2 separate regions of the Columba livia genome follow, and region 2 is linked to region 1. Evidence: chromatin contacts called from public Hi-C data. All regions are on one chromosome and are shown on one strand. The core of a region is the stretch at or near the end of the contact, and the rest is flanking DNA. Distances in the headings are between cores, read along the strand shown. Region 1 overlaps EDC3 (enhancer of mRNA decapping 3). Region 2 holds the start of CSK (C-terminal Src kinase).

What was found. A called contact is a pair of places that touch in the nucleus more often than the background predicts.
Region 2: a contact with region 1 is called in a Hi-C map of crop, with 3 times the contacts expected there. The contact joins the promoter of CSK here to the enhancer-like site in region 1. A contact is called at or near these places in 2 of 2 Hi-C or Micro-C datasets (crop and liver).

The regions. Positions count from the first base shown.
Region 1 is chr11:19,322,722-19,328,305 of bColLiv1.pat.W.v2, reverse strand. EDC3 (enhancer of mRNA decapping 3) reads left to right here. Exons shown (of 7, transcript XM_021283356.2): 5 at 3,862-4,015; 6 at 5,581-5,584. Among named protein-coding and RNA genes, the nearest start is that of CLK3, 16 kb to the right of the region's middle. Within about 2 kb of position 2,540, at least 1 of the 3 cell types and tissues checked has an H3K27ac peak away from gene starts, as active enhancers do.
Region 2 is chr11:19,362,198-19,367,880 of bColLiv1.pat.W.v2, reverse strand. It overlaps CSK (C-terminal Src kinase), which reads right to left and starts at 2,918. Exons shown (of 13, transcript XM_065077051.1): 1 at 2,471-2,918.

The sequences.
Region 1 (5,584 bases), core at 1,291-3,790:
ATGCTGACATTATGGCTCTTTTTTTGGTGTGCTATGTCCTTGACTGACTTCTCTGCTCTCTAGCTTTTAGCTCTTCAGTCTATGGATGGCTGCCTTACAGCGATTGTGTATATTGAATGTGTGAAGTGTTTCTGGGATCTCTGAGTTGAGTGCAGATTAAGTTCACTGTATCCAACCGCAGCAGAAAACAAAGTGGTCATGGGGGAAAAGTCTCTTTGTCCCTTGGACAGTTTTTTGCTCAGCCAGAGTGAATTGTGCACTAATGCTGGGAGAGGCTGACATGCCAACATCAGCCAGATCTCCCACAGAATTTGTCGTAATTAAAAATAACGATGATTAAAGAAAAAGGCAAACCAAGCCCTTAAGGTTGTGGAGAAAATAATTGAAGTTTGTGGGACAAGTAATTGTGTTACACCCGCTTCATGTAGCTGAATCTTAGACCACGAGCTGTGTGGCTCTGCAACCTGGAGTGAAAGGAGAAAGTGGATGGCTTTACGTACAGCTATCAGGAAATCCTAAGTCTAGTTCCACCTCCTCCATTCCTGCAGCTTCCATGTGTTTATTTTAGCAGCTAGAGAGGAATAGTACATTGTAAAAAAACCCAAAACCCTAAAATAGTAAAGATGGGGCTTACACACTTGATCTAGTCTAAGAGCAACCCACTCTTTTTTTCCCCTGCAACTGAAAGCACAGAAGGCATTCACACTTCTGATAGCAATGTTGCTCTGGGGAAAAAACTCTTGATTCTGTTAACTTCTGCAGAGTTAGCTCAGTCCTTCAGCAGGCAAAGAACGTTTTAATCCACCCAGTATACGTGTAACATTGCACAGTGAAGCTCAAGGAGATAACTTGGTCGCAGTCACAGTGCCCAGGACAGAGTGTGCCTCATAAACAGAATACTTCGTGTCTAATCAGGCTTCAGCAATACTCTGCGTGTCACGAAACTGTTTAGTCTGGATCTGCCTTTTTCTTTTCCAGGCAGCTGTAAAATACATTTATTTAATATTAAAAGGCCTGAGCTAATTTATTTTATTACCTTCATTACCAAACAATAAAGATGCACTGTCCAACCCAAACATAATTAAAGTTGGCAGGAGTTCAGGTTTGTTGCAGTAGTGTTATTGTTTGTGGGTTTACACTTTCTGCCAGAGTTTATTTAACTCCCTCGACCTGGTTTTGATAAGCCAGTCTGACTGGTTGGACCTTGCGTGAGTGCGAAGAAGGGAAGTTCACTTGGCATTTAAGCCTGCTCTTGAGAGGGAGCAATTAGGACAAAGTGTAGCACTGGCATGCAAAATGCAAGTTCATCTCATGCCTCCCAGTAACCCGCTTTGCATTAACTCACTGGGCACTGGATTGCATCTAGGTGATGGTAAATGCGGGCTTGCAAAAGCTCTTGGTCTGGGGGACGTGGTTGTAAATGGTTACAGAGAAGCCACTGGTGACGGTTGTGCAAAATTGGACAGGTATGAATATAGACTTGGGAGTTTGTGCAAAATTTAAGCTGGGAATTTGTGGCCCTGCAGTTTGGAAGGAGCAAACCCACAGTTTGGGAGCCCCCTGGTTCAGGTTAGTGGAAGCTGCGTGCTGTCAAACTGTTTGCAGAGATCCTGACCTCAGGTCACTCATTCCACGTCCTCCCTCAAGCTTGAAAAAGCACGACCTGATGAAGTTACAAAAATATGAATGGGCAAGGGGCAGAGCCGAGCCTTGCGTGACTCCAGAGGCTGAGAGGGTGTGTGAACGCAGGGCAGGTGCGTGACTAGTGGGGCGGGTTTAGGATTATTAGTGACTTATGATTCCAAATGTTCATCGGCTGCTATCAGGAGGCAGAAAGGACTTTGATAATGTGCATGCTCGCATGTGTGCTGCATGTAATGAAAGACTGTTAGCGGCGAGAGCTTAATTGGCAGTTAGCATGCAAGGTCAAGTGTGTGAACACGTTTGGGCCCTCTGTATCAGCAAAGCACTAGCCGGTGAGTTCAGAAATAAAGGCTAGAAGGATTCAGCAGGATCTGCTCTCCACAACTTTTTACTGTTACCGTGCAGGAATACCTCCAGTTTGACTCTGAAAACCTCAAGATGTGCAAAACCTGCCGTTTCCGCTGTAACTTGACTTAGCGGTTTGTGAGCGGGGCACCCTGGGGAAATACGGCAGCACAAATAATTCCTCACAATCAAAATACACGCTGCTTTGCTCATTTGAATGTGGCACTTGCTCGTTGCACCTAGTTCTTGCTCTGGTTTTTGCCTGCAGAAGAGCCCGAGCCTGCGAGGTTTCCTCTCCGAGCGGATATGTATGCTGCAGCTGTTCCCCTTTGAGCTCGTATTGCTGCAGAGCGTTTTTGCTGGGCCGTGTCACGTTCCCACGACTCTTTCCCATTAGCGCGGGCGATCCCAGTCCTGCCGTGCTGCTGGGCGCTGGGCTGCCCTCAGCACCCTGCTGGCCGCCGTCACCCCGAGCTCAGCGGCAGAGCAGCTGATGGCAGTGTGAAGGTGTCACCTCCCTGTCTTGCAGAGCAGGAGCTAAGTGTATTTCCCAGTAAATTCCCAGGGCCTTGTACAGCTGGACTCTGCTGGGATTGCTGGTTTAGCTGGGAGCGGTGCTTGTGAACGATGGGGGAGGATGTTTCAAGAGAAGAAGGGACATGGATATCAGAATTATTTTGGAAAAAAGCTGGGATGAAGAGGCTGATTTCTGTGGCTGAAGATATTCAGGGATATGCGGCTGGCTGCTGCAGCAGTTTTCTCCCCTCTCACTGATGTTTTGTACTTCTTTCTCCATATACCATGAGAAATTCTTTTCAGTTTTCTTGTCCTCCACAACTCAACACACTGTCAAAAAATTGCTGGAGCTCACTTCAGACTAGGCTGCATTTTGGTGGCAAGAAATCCCCTGTATTTATTTGTAGGAGAGTTGACGTGTGTTACTGCAGGGTTTATTTCTGTGAAGTCAGTGCCAGCCTGGCCTGCTTGGAGAATGAACATATAACGAATTGGCCAGAATGGTTTATTCAGGTTTGTGCTTCTCTTACCTGCTGATTCCAGGCAGCTTTGCTGTAGAAGCGAGCAGGAAGGCTCGTATTGCTGCCTACTGCAGGCACTGGTCTCAGCGCTTAACAAAACCTCTCTTGTTTGTTTTCTCTTGATCCACATGCTGGAGCATTTCCTGGCTCGCAGACCAGGCTGTCAAAAATGTCTGGGAAGTATTTTTTTGCTGACTTTATTCTTTCAGCTGCAATATTCCCCTGCTGCTTCAGTGTATCGTGGTGCAGCTTTTGTGCCTGCAGCCAGCCCTTCAGCTCGGGTGGTAGGGACACCTACCCTGTAAATGTGGGATGTCTTGTTTTGCTGTGATATGTGGATTAGGGGCTGGAAGGTTGGGACAGGTGTCCAATGTCAGGAAGCATAATGCATCCAGGCTTTTTTTTTGTGGGAGTATCTGGTTCACAGCTTCTCTTCTGACTTTCACAGAGATTAAGAACACTCATATAGGTGTGGGTTAAAGTACTGGTGGCCTGGAGACCATTAAGGAAGATCTTAATATTAATTCTGTAAGTCAAAGAAGTCTTCTCAGTCCACATGTTGCTAAAATTGCCAGCTGGCTGCTGAATTTTTGTGGAAATGTCCATTATTTCAAGCCCAGCAGTTGTGTTTAGCTGTCACTGCTTCACTCAGAGTGATCTGGCTGGATTCATTTGAGGGCCTCAGAAGGAACCTGAATTACTGGGTTAAGCAGACCCTTGGTAACAGCTAACCGGCCTTTTCACCGTCATTGTTTCTAAGTGCTATCATATAAAACTTTACCAGTCCATGGCATTCTGAAAAAATCTCTGATGAGAGCCTCTCTTTCAACCCTAGACTCCGGGCTGGTTGTTCCAAGCGTCTCTTACGAGCTTCACAAGAAGCTGCTCTCGGTTGCTGAGAAGCACGGGCTGACTCTGGAGCGCAGGCTGGAGATGACGGGAGTGTGTGCGAGTCAGATGGCCCTGAGCCTCCTTGGAGGACCCAACAGGTAAACCTTTTCCTGTGCTGGGGGTTTGCTGCCACTCAGCAGAGCTTGACTTATCTTGTTCTGCTAAGTGGGGGTGAGGTAAAAAGGCTGAGAGGTTACTTTTGAAGTCAGTATAATGTGGATGCCCGCTGCCACTTTGCTAGTCCCGCAGCTGTCACCTCTCTGCCTTCCCTGCGTCTCAAAGAGAAAACTCATCCCAACACCGTGCAGACGTGTGTTTGTAACTCATGCATCAGCCTGTTCCCAAATAATCGTGACAACAAGTGTGAGGCGCAGGCTCCTGAAGCAGGAGGATTGCTCAGAGGAGGTTTCCATGCTCACATTGCTTTTTTTTTCCAACTCTAGCCTCTCTGGAAAAGAACTGGCTGAACATACCAATGTGGATGAATGGCTTACTAAGGGCTTCTCTTTGGCTTCTGCATCCCAGAAGCAGAAGTGCCTCTTGGGTCAAAGACAGAACAGAGCTGAGATTTTTCTCTCTTCTTACTGGGCATGTTTTTCAGGGAACTGAGCTTTGCAGAGTAAACTGTTTCAGAATTTCTGACGAGCTGCTCCTTCTAGCAAATAAGTAAATCTTTCCTTTGTTGTTTTTATGTGGTACAGTTTTATGATGTCAATAAAACCAAAAGTCAGCTCATGAAAACGAAGTGCTGCTTAGCTTTCCACAATGCTGAATTACCTTTCTACACCTAAACCGAGAATATTCTGCTCTTTTGGAGGCTCAGTTTCTGAGCAGGTTTGGAGTGCACTTACTGCTCTTTGCATGAATATGTGCTGACTTTTTTGAAGAGGTCCGCTCTGTGCCTGCACTTACCATAGCTGTTGATGCAGGCAGACAATTGCATGTGTATTTTTATGTTGTTGATAGATGCTCCAAATGATTTGCTCTTGAGATGGAAGGTGAGCCCTTACAGATATCCATCTGTTTATGCAGCAGTACCTACCTGCAGTCCAGGACCTGATCGTTTGATCGAGAGCAGTGAATGACAACACACCAGGCAGCACTGAACCTATCAGCTGAAAATCCGACTGTACGCCACCCTTGATGGCTTGCAAGACATTTAAATAAATCCACTTTATTTTGCAGTTGATGAGGCTTAAGGAGTAGAAAGTATTTTTTCTTCTTCTTTTTAACTGTGGCTCTGCTGATGGGGTAACTCACCCCATATTTTTAAGGCTGTATATTTAGCTTTCTTCTAAAATCAGAGGGGCAGAGAAAAATGCGTCCTAAAAGTGGAATTGCACTGGCTTCAGCCTTGCTGCATGAGCAGTGAAAATGCCCCCTGCTTTGAGAGTCCAAGTTGGCTGTGTGCCGAACCAGGATAGAGCAAGACCTTGTGCTCTCTGCTGCGGGTGCAAGGAAGCCTGGCGGGAACCTGCAAGCAGAGCAGCTCTCTAGCGTCAGCGCTGCAAAAGGATGTGGGTTCCTTCTCAGAGGCAACGGAAGATTTGCAAAACACCTGAAAATTTGCATTTTAGAGGTTTTTTTTTTCTTATTTTCCCTCTTACAGGAAGAAGGTAAGAGGTTCTTGGGTTTATTAAGCCCCTTTTTGTCTGTGTTTTAGGCTA
Region 2 (5,683 bases), core at 1,669-4,168, 39 kb before region 1:
TTTTTTTCTTCTTTAATCGTTACCTAATTTCTGCCTCATAGCCGAGGCTTTCCGAAGAGGAGGAAAACCACACGCCCCCAAAAGCACCGAGCTCCGGGGCCGCTGCCAACCGGCCCCCTGAAGGCACCGCTGCCTGCGGTGGCCTCATGTGACAGCCAGCGGTTCCTGCCGAGCGCGTCACCCGTTGTCACCCAGGCCGGCCCCAGCCTCGTGCCTGCGTCTGCTTCCGCCATCCCGGCTTCTCCCTGCGGGATGCTGAGGTGGGAGAAGGATGCAGCGATGCCGGTGTGGATGTGGAACCTAAAGGCAGCATCCCCTGCTTTCCCCGCCAGGAAAACATCGGCATGGCCCCTTCTCTCCTCAAGCAGAGGTGCTTCCCCAAAGGGGGTGCGTAGTAGCAGAAGTCAGCTTGAAAAAAATAAAGAATAATGAAAAGAAAGAGGCAGGGAGCCACCCAAGCAATTCAGCACAGCCAAGCGCCAGGTTGGGCTGTTTTCTGCCTTGCCAGGGGAAGGTTTCACTCCTCCTGGAAACTCCCCATCCTCAACGACAGGGTGGGTTGGGGGAAAGATGCTCCATTTCCATCTCAAACCCAATTAGCCAGAGGGTAACGGGGAGCAGATCCTGCCCAGTATCAGTTAGGACAACCCTGTTTTAAATAAAGTTTAGTTGTAGACAGTAGAAAAGCTTAATTCCCGTCAGAAAGAGGTGTGTGGGCACCATCCCCATCCACCTCTCTCTGCTCATCCATCTCACCCTCACCAAAGCATCTCAACGATCAACAACCTGAGTTTCTTTAAACTTCGACAAAAAACCAACCCCAAAACAGACAACATCCTCATTCTCTCCAAAAGATCTTATCGCCTGTTATTACATGTTACATCTATGATTACTCTAATCGAAAGAAAAACGTTCCTCCTTTATCTCATCAGCGAGCTGGCTGCGCTCACAACGGAGGGTTTTGCTGCTGGTCTCGCAACCCAGCCTCAACTGCGTGCCCCGCCATGGGAAAGGGGGATGGCTTCCTTTATTCTTCATTTTTTTTTTTCTTCTTTTAAAAAGAAAAAGAGAAGATGTTGCTGTTCAGACCACAGAAGGCACCTGGGGGATAGTCAGAGGCAGGTGGAGGCCTGCAGAGATGCTCCCGGCCTCCCCATCGCCAAGGGGTTTTCCTGGTCCACCTCTTTCCTACAAAAAAACCTCATCGAGGTGATTTTGCCCCCTTGTTACCCCACAAATTGCCCCAGCATCCCAGTCCCTGGTCCCGGAGGGTGTCAGGGTGTCCCCAGGGATGGGCACGTGGCGTGCAGGGGAGCGGCTGCTGGGGAAGCTGCCCCAGCGTAAGTCTGGGGCACACCAGGATGCAACTCAAAGCTTTTCTTGCAAATACCCACCCAAAATGGAAAAGATAGGGGGAAGCAGCAGTTGCAGGGCAAAGCACACCCCAAAACTCCCTGGGTTCACAGGGGATAAGCCCAAGGGGCTTATCCCAGCGCTGCTCCCCATCCTGAGGCTTTGCTTCACCACTACCCCTTTCTCCCAGGGATGCTCCTGAAACCTCCTGCATCCCTCTGCCGCACTGCCATGGACCGCCCCAGCCACTCTCCACCTTGCCATGATTGGGACGAGCTCCTGCGTGGGTCTGGTGGGAACAAACCCCACAGGAACGTGGGGGGCAAAATCCCCTGGTCCCGGGGGGAAGGCAGCCGTCCCCCTCCTCCTGCTCTCGCACCTTCAATTGTAATCTCTTTTTACTCTTTTTTTCCGCACAATGGCACAGCCCGTTTCACTCTCAATAAACCTACGACCAACAGCCACTGCTATAAATAACCCGTCACCGCCTTATTGACCAAAAAAAAAAAAAAAAGAAAAGACAAAATAAAACCCCATTGCTGCCAGCCCATTTTGACGCCCGAACTGAGCTCCCTCCTTCCACCCCAACCGCTCTCAAAAACCCCGCCAGCAGCTCCCGGTACCCAAACGGCCCCGGCCTTTGTATGGGATGGGGATGGAGAGGGAGGAAGAGGAGGCAGCCCCCTCTCCCGGGAGCCGGTCTGGGGGAGGCGACAGAGGCGACAGTCTCCTCGGGGGAAGGGGATGCTGCGGGGTCCCTCGCTCGCTCCATCCCCGGAGCTGGAAGGATGCAGCCCCCGCGGCGGAGGAATGATGGGGTCCCTAGGGACAGTGGCTGAGCGGGAGTAGAAGCGGCCCGTGATGGGGTCACCCAGCGGGTCAAGCGGCACGGAGGCGGCCGGCCTCCCCCGCATCCCTCCCGCAGCCCCCGGCCCGCCCCGCAGGCCCCATTGTCTGCGCTACGCCGCGCTCCCAGCCCCCGATCCGCATCCCCCCGCAAACACAGAGGGATACGGGCTGGGGGGGGGGGTGGGCGAGCACCTCCCGATGCCGTGTCCCCCCCCTCCCCGGGCAGCGGGGATCCCCGGTGCGGCGGGGGCCGGGGAACGGCACTCACCTCCCTCCGGGCAGGGGGCTCAGCCCGCCGCCGGCTGCTCCATGCGGCGCTGCCGGGGGCCTCCGCGCTCGGCTGGGCCGGCGGGGGGGCGCGGGGGGGCGGAAGGGGCGGAGGAAGCCGGAGCCGCCGGAGCAGCCGCCGCCGCCGCCCGGCGGGGCCGATCCCGGTGCGGCGGGGAACGGGTGCGGCGGGGCTCGGGGGCGTGGGGGTACGAGGGGAATAAAGGGGAGAGAGCGGGCGCGTCCGCCGCGCACCTCGGGCCGGACGAGGGGCGCGGGGTCCGCCCGGGCCTGCTGGAAGGAAGCGGCGCCCGGAATCGGAGCGCCCGGAGCAGCGCGCCTGCGCCGGCACGGCCCGGGTCGGTACGGAGCGGCGCGGGGCCGCCACCTGCCGGGGACCGCCGCACCGCCACCGCGACCCGAACTGGCTCCGGGACTGTGACCCGCACCGCCACCGGGACCCGAACCGGGAACTGCACCGCGACCCGAACCGGCACCGGGATCGGGACCCGCAGCGGGAATCGCACTGGGACCCACAGCGGCACACGGCCCCGCGCCTTCGCTTGGGTTCCTGCATGGGCCAGGGCGCCTGCTCGGTGGGTACTTGCGTGGGCACAAAGTAGTACTAATACTACGTAGTAATACAAAACCAACACCAAATAATAGTGACCCAACAATAAATAATAATAACCCATTAATAAATAATAATAAAACAATAATAAAATGCTTAAATATCAAAATAATATGACATGATATCATGATGTATGTGATATAATATCTAGATGCTCTTCAAGGTCCTTTCCAAGCCAAAGCATACCGTTCTATAATATAATCACTACAATGACGGTAATAGCAAAAATTATGATGATGCTAATAGTGGTGAGGGTGGGGGCTCCGGCTGTGGCAGCGGGGACAGGGAGCAGGGGTAGTCTTCGTTTGGGCACCTCCCCATGTCTCCTTCCCGGGCTTCACTGGCACCTTTGGGAGGCCATGGGGTGAGGGCAGCACCTCACTGCGGGCAGCTGCCTGGGCTCTGGCCTCCCTGAAAATGTGGTTTTGGTGTCAGGGGCTGTTCCAGCAAGTGAAGAGGATTGAAGGAGTGATGGGAGAGGGGAAATGGCATTTGGACATCATGGCACGTTTCCTTATCCCCCAAGGTGGTCAGGTGTCTGCTGCATCCCCAGCACATCCATCCCTGGGGAAGAGTGCAGGCTCACGAGTGCTGGGCCCAGGCAGCAGGTCCGGCGGGGACCAGAGACCCCCCGCTTTCTTCCACAGGCTGCTGAAACACCGAAGCGCGATGGTACCTCACAACATGGAGGTGCCTGTCACTTCCTGCCCTGGCGCTGCCGCAGCCATGTACGGCAAAGCAGGAAGCCCAGGCGCTCACCTCCCTTCACTTTTTGGCTACCTCTTGCTTCTCCCCATGCTTCAGCATCCCTCCCACTGAGGTATGGGTGACCAGAAACCAGCCCAGCCAGAGGGGACAGTGCCAGCAGCTCCAGTAGCCCAGGGAAGAATGCCATTGCGTGGGAAGAGATTGTGGCTGACTTCCCTGCATTGAGTAAGATACTCCCAAGGGTTGGGGTGGGGGCAGGAACCTTTCCCACCTGCCTTCGCCCCTCTCCTGCTAGATAAGGGGCTTTGGGGGCTCAGGAAACAAGCCTGAGTCCTAGGATGGGAAGGGAGGATGCTCTCCCTGGAATGAGGGGACCAAGAAGACTTGATGGAGAAGTCTGTGAGGGGGACTGCAGGGAACAGGGAAGGTGAGGGGACACAGAGAAGGAGATTCCAGTGGCTCAGGGGGTGGATTGCAAAGCCCGTCTTATATTTGGGGAGCATGTCCTTGCTCCTGCAACGCGTGGGAAAGAGCCTGGGACCCACTGCTGGAGTCAGGCACCCCAGGACCTTCATAGCCCCAAGCTTCCCCTGGGGACTCGCAGGTTTATTCAGCAGCGGGGAGGTGAGGAATGGGCTCATCTTTGCGCAGCCCCTGAGCAGAGTGGTTCTGGGAGGAAACGAAACCAGCTCCTGCATCTGTTTGCACCAGAAATGCTCCCACAGATGCAAGCCCAAACCCACCCATGCGCGCATCGCTGCACCCACCCAGGCTTGCACATGCATCGCTGCACCCATGCACACTCACAGGCACAGGCCAGGGACCTAGGAGAAAGAAGGTGAGACTCAGTTTTTTTCCCTCTGGGTATTTCCATCAGCGGGTGGGAATTTCGAGCAAGTTTGTTGCGTGACAGTAGCTAGAAGTCTGGAAGGACCCTGAGGCTGGGCCATGCAGGAGATCCAGAGAGAAATCCTCTGGGCGCGGCTTTGTGCAATGTCCTAGATGGGATTTCTCCCAGGAAGGGTCTTGGCTTGAGGGTGGGTGATGCCCTCGCTGGAAGGATGGGTGTGGAGGAGAGGTGGATGGCCACCTCCTTGCCTTGCACCAGGAGAGGGGGCCCTTCAGCTGGTGGGAATCAGCAGGAAAAGGAAAAGCAAAAAAAATGCAAGAGAGGAGGAGCTGAGAATAAAATCCCGACCAGGCGATCTTCCTTTGCTTAACGGAGCAAAGCATGGGCAACAGCCCGCCCTGTTGATCTGCCTCTTCTCAGCAGCCACGGGCTGATTTAGTCTCTGTTGAGCAGCAGGTTTGGTGCCTCCGAGGGATTCAGGCAGCACAGGCTGGATGAACAGTGGGCAGGGAAAGGGGAGGGTTACTGCCTTGGATGTAGGAGACAACAGAGAATCCACAAGCACGGGCTAGGAACATCAGAGGAAAGCTGGCCTGAAAGCTCTCAGCTCATTCCACCCTCCAGAATTTACCTTCGAGCTGAAAAAACCCCAAAGGGAACCAGGTTTGACTGGTTCTGTGCCTCCCAGAGCTACAGGGGTGATAGGGAATGAGGGATGCTCTGCAGGGGGGTTGGTTCCCTATAGATCCCCCTCCCCAAATGTGCCTCCCCCCAGAAAACTTCGAGCGGGGGTAAAACCCCTCGCTCGCCCTTGCTCAGCAGCGAGAGGCACTCGTGGAGCTGCTGTGACAGATGCCACGGGAGGGCGTTCATGGCCCAAACCCCAGCGGGAGGGGATAAAAATGCTTCAGAAGTGCCAAAGTGAATTAGGATCCTGCCTTCCCCGCAGCACTGGCAGACAGCCCTGGCTCTCTGGGGGGCTTCTTGCTGCTGGTGCTGGCCCCAAAAACCTTCATTTCAAAGGT